Linked DNA regions of Xenopus laevis: region 2 is linked to region 1. Evidence: chromatin contacts called from public Hi-C data. All regions are on one chromosome and are shown on one strand. Each heading gives the region's core, a stretch centred on a gene start, on an enhancer-like site or on the middle of the called end of the contact. The rest is flanking DNA. Distances are from core to core; before and after follow the strand shown. Region 1 holds the start of mbtps2.L (membrane-bound transcription factor site-2 protease). Region 2 overlaps sms.L (spermine synthase).

What was found. A called contact is a pair of places that touch in the nucleus more often than the background predicts.
Region 2: a Hi-C map of the XL177 cell line shows a contact between it and region 1, with 3 times the contacts expected there. The contact joins the enhancer-like site here to the promoter of mbtps2.L in region 1. A contact is called at or near these places in 2 of 4 Hi-C or Micro-C datasets (the XL177 cell line and the XTC cell line).

The regions. Positions count from the first base shown.
Region 1 is chr2L:45,030,535-45,033,234 of Xenopus_laevis_v10.1, reverse strand. It overlaps mbtps2.L (membrane-bound transcription factor site-2 protease), which reads right to left and starts at 1,360. Exons shown (of 11, transcript XM_018246260.2): 1 at 1,139-1,360. The coding sequence starts at 1,213.
Region 2 is chr2L:45,103,199-45,105,898 of Xenopus_laevis_v10.1, reverse strand. It overlaps sms.L (spermine synthase), which reads right to left. Exons shown (of 11, transcript XM_018246263.2): 5 at 812-987. Among protein-coding and RNA genes, the nearest start is that of sms.L, 26 kb to the right of the region's middle. Within about 2 kb of position 1,283, at least 1 of the 7 cell types and tissues checked has an H3K27ac peak or open chromatin away from gene starts, as enhancers often do.

The DNA.
Region 1 (2,700 bases), core at 111-2,610:
ACCATAAGATTGCACTTTTAAAGTTGGGTTCAGAGAGAGCATTAGTGTAAGGGGAAGAATGCACGCAGGAGGAGGCCTGAAAGATCATGGAGGAGGTATGAGCACACATGCAGCCCCAACAACTAAGGCCTTATTACTGGGAGGGACCAGAATGGATAAGGTTCAGGTACACATGTTCTAATAAGCAAGACCTAAACTGGACACTGTCATTTTAAAGTTAAAAATGATCACCCTAATGGCATGAGGTCAGTACATAAAAGCCATCTCTGCCAGTGCCAGGGGCCCACCATAGCCACGATGTGTGTTTGGATATGAAGGAGTGAGGTACAGTCCCCTAGAATGAAGTTGCCTAATGTTGCTAAACTGCAACTACCAGATTTTCCAAATAAGTCAGATGTAGGAAAATAACAGCCAGCAGGTTCATGAAACACTTGTCCATAGACTATATACTTGTCCATAGACTATATACTTGATTATATACTTGTCCATAAACTATATACTTGATTATATACTTGTCCATAGACTATACACTTGACTATATACTTGTCCATAAACTATATACTTGTTCATAGACTATATACTTGTCCATAGACTATACACTTGACTATATACTTGTCCATAAACTATATACTTGATTATATACTTGTCCATAGACTATCTACTTGATTATATACTTGTCCATAAACTATCTACTTGATTATATACTTGTCCATAGACTATATACTTGTTCATAGACTATATACTTGTCCATAGACTATATACTTAATTATATACTTGTCCATACTTGACTATATACTTGTACATAGACTATACAATTGACTATATACTTGTCCATAAACTATATACTTGATTATATACTTGTCCATAGACTATACACTTGACTATATACTTGTCCATATACTATATACTTGATTATATACTTGTCCATAGACTATATACTTGTCCATAGACTTCATGGGGTCAACTGCCAGTCTGCCCCCAAGGAAGCACATTTCGGTGATGACAATTGTCCATGAGGAGGAGGTATTTAGCCTTTTGCACTGTTGTCACCCTAAAGTTGATAAACCCGCGTGTGACACCATGAATACCTCCCCGCCTCTCATTATACGTGGAACAGTCCGGCCTTTAAATGCCTCACCGTCAGAAAGGTGTCAGCCAAGTAAATTGCGCACCATCCCCCGAGAACCACCACAACCAGCGATATCGGAATCATTGCGGAAGAACCAGAAGCAGAGCCATTGAGAATATTCAAATTCTATAGCAGCGGAACGAATAACTCCCGGTATCCTCCTGATCTATGTGTTTGTTCCACATGGGACGTTTCCGGACATAGTACCTATCAGAATGCTTCTCTTATTGGCTGTCAGCGAAAACCGCATTCTTCCATGTTTGTTACTGGCGGAAGAGAATGTTCAGGCTAAGCCAGCCTCAGCCTAATATAAATACAAGTGACTGCTACTGTATCCGTTTGTAAGAAAGCGGATGTATTTTGCAAGTCTTGTATTATTTATGGTTAATAAAGAATAAATTCTGATATGTGCTGGAATCTAGCAACAGTTTGCCATCTACCTGCTAATAACAACATTAGCTATAGAGGATGCAGACTCTGTGACTGCGACTGATGGGGAAGGAACCAATGGAGATTAGGGCGCCCAAAGGGCCATTGAGTTATTAACATAACATTAGGTTTATTACAGCGCTTGAAATCAGGGTATTTTTGCCTCATAGTAAACTCAAGTGTGGAGGGAAGTAGATACCGGCACAAAGGTTGTACACTGCATAATAGAGGTTGCAAAATGTTACTATATATAGATAGATAGATAGATAGATAGATAGATAGATAGATAGATAGATAGATAGATAGATAGATAGATAGATAGATAGATAGATATGACCCCCATTTGAAAGCTAAAACGAGTCAGAAGAAAAAGACAAATAATTAGAAAAAATAAATAAAAAATGAAGACCAATTGAAAAGTTGCTTAAAATTAGCAACTCTATAACATTTGAACCACCCCATTAAAGGATGCCCAACCGGCAACCTGCAGTCCTCCATCTATTGTTAAAGTGCAAATAGGTGCCAGTAGAATGCTGAGAAAAACAGTTTGCCCATCACCTTTATATAATGCCACCTTTAGGACCCCAGCCTTTGCACTTTACAACAGAGCCCTCTTTTATATCTAGCCAGACATATCTGACACAATTTATAAATGTTATTCTGTGATAAATGTTTGCTGTCTGGTGTGGAAATAACTCTATTACAATATAGATGAAAAAAATGTCATTCAGCTCCAGCTATCAATATGAAAACGATTTAACTATTGCACGGTGTATATATAATGGAACTCCGTAACGGCATATAATTCTGCATCAGCTGAGCTCTCCTGTAATTTTAAGGGTATGAAGAATGGCTGCAGTTGCTTTCCTAATTTACCACTGGAGCAGTAGTAGTGCCTTAACGTCACGTCAACCACATTTTAAAATGCATTGTAGCAATGGTCAAAAAGAGCATCAATCCCTTATGGTCTTTTGTAAATATCACCTCATCTCACCAGTATTTGATCCTTATACTATTATTATTAACATGTATTTATAGAGCCCCAACATATTTCGCAGCACTATAAAGTAAATGTGTTTATACAGCTAAATCACATACGTAGAACTTATGAAGTTAAATACATCACAAACAAAACAGGTACA
Region 2 (2,700 bases), core at 34-2,533, 73 kb before region 1:
TTTAAGGCATGGGATGGGGTTTGCCATTTCAAAGTGACGAAAACTGTGGCAATTCTTAAATTTTCCTAAATGTGCCTTTAAGTGTCTAATATGGGATTTGCAGAATAAAGACAGGGAACAGGCATTGCAACATTAAAGTGAGTATAATAAATATATATCTTATAAAAGTCAACTGCTTAATTTAGAGGACTTAAAGGTCTACCAAGAGACCCCAAAATTAGCAGCATTGGCTCATATATTGAAGTCAGTAGTTCTGTACAAAGCCATAGAACACAGCATGTCTCAGGTATGGGAGGATCACCCATCTTCGACGCCATGCAGATCATAATAGATAGATAGAGAAGAGTGTATAACTTTGTGACAAGTGTTTGATTGGATGCAAATGTTGCCTTTTAGCTAATTGTTTCCTCTATTGCTGATAAAGGTATGGGACCTGTTATCCAGAATGATCAGGGACTTCTTTATACCTTAAGTCTACTGGAGAATCATTTAAACATTAAATAAACCCAATAGGCTGGTTTTGCTTCCATTAAGGATTAATTATATCTTAGTTGGGATCAAGTACAAGCTACTGTTTTATTATTATAAAGAACAATTTAATAATTTTTAAAAATGTGGGTTATTTGGATAAAATGGAGTTGGGAGATGAGAGATTTCTGGATAAAGGGTTTCCGGATAACGTATCCAATACCTGTACAGTCTTTACCAAAAATTAAATTACATATCTGTTAGTGTAGTTTACGCTTAATATTCATTTTACATCCAGTGAGTTACCATTTGCTTTTGTGTATAATTTCTGCGCTGTACTTACTAACATCTCCATTGAGAATAAGAATATTTCCAAACTGCTTTGAGTGCATTATTTTTATATTCTGATAAGGCGATTCTTTACTGTAAACAACTTCATCTATGTCGTACTCAACCAGGCGTCCGTCAGCAGTGGGCCAGTATCTGTCTACCGGGGCACCTCGAACAAGAGCTGGTAATCTGTAAGAGAGAAAAAACACATAAAAGAAAAAAAAAAAGAGAAATCCTTATTCTTATTATAATGTCTATGCATTTAAAGGAACCAATATATAAAGACCAACACATGCATTTGATATAAAAAGTTGTATAGGACTCTGCATGCTATAGTTTACTGTAAAGTCATTAGACAAAAGCAGCACGACTGAAGTCCTATTACACCACTATTTTTCTCTGAGACTATACGTTTGTATAGAACAGACAGAGCCGGGCCAGACCGGGCAGGCGACCTAGGCAACCTGGCCAGCCGCGGCGCCGGCTGAGCGCGTGCATGCGCGAATTGAAGCTGTCCGGTTGACACCGGCGCGCATGCGTGCACTGACGCGGTGTTCGTGCGCAGAAGCGTCAAACGATGTGTGCGAATGCGCGGAAGCGCAAGAAGACAGGAAGTGAGGGGACCGGACAAGGGGTAGGCAACCCCCCCAGTTTTGCGCCCTAGGCACGTGCCTACTCTGCCTACCCCTAGTTCCAGCCCTGAGAACTGATACAAAAGGATGCAGATGGTGAATGAAGCTGCTAAGGTAATTCATACACTACAATCACCACAATCAATTAACAACTTAACAAGCACTGATGCCACCCAAAAGTCACCGTGTGTCTTTATTGTGTGCCACCATCATGTGGCTCCATTTTACATTGTATCATTGACCTGGTTTTACTTAGGGTTGACATGTTTTCACCAAAAACAAATATTGGCTGTCCTATATGTGAAATTTATCTTTGCTATAATAACATTGTTGTAATGCATCATTATGACAGGTCAGGTGCCAACCCGAACTCCACTTCCATGTTTCGTGATGATACCATTCACGGCAAAGTCAAGATCAAAGTTGCTACAGCTATTTCAAGTGACCTGGTGGTTTAACTCTGTTCTCCACCTGCCAACGCTTATGTCCAGTGGAAATAAGTACATTCCCTCATTTTACATTGCTGTTTTGCGCTCCCACCTATATATTATGCATAATATATTTCCCTGATTTTACATTTTCCCGGATTTTACACCATTTTTTTCTGGTCCCCTGAAAAACGTGAAATGGGGGTTCTACTGTAATGAAGGGAGATCTTGAGAATGCTTGCTTTGGCAAGCTGTCAGAAAAATCACAGTTCCTTTATCAAATAGGATATTCTTCTTTTTTCAGTAGGCATCCAATAATATTCCAGTTCCACATAAAAAAATCTAAAACTATAGAGGTTTCACCACAAGGGGGCACAAGAGGTTAAGAAATCCAGGGAATATAATCACTATACAGAGCTTGGGCATTCAGACCTTACTAGCCTATTAGAAATGCTTGCACCTTGACGGCTTTCTGCAATTTTGACAATAAACAGAATATAAACTGACTAGACCTCCTTTATTTCCACCATAAATGCTCAATAAAGAATGACTTTCCTTGCACTGCTGTTTATGGATCTCTGAAGCACCTTTTTTCTGTGCCTTCTATTCTTCTAACCTAGATCATTGTTGGCCTCTGAAATTAAGCAAGACAGTGTCAAACTGTCACTAGTGGCTTCACTGAAAGCATTAGTGAATGGTTGAGTATTGGCCTGTGGGAGCAGGGACAATATACTGCTGCAGCATGTTTCAGTTCTGAATATCTGACTTACAAATGTGAAAAGTCGCATTTTGTTTTAAAGGAATGTGCCAATAAGCCTAAACCTGCCCAGAGCTGAAAGCTT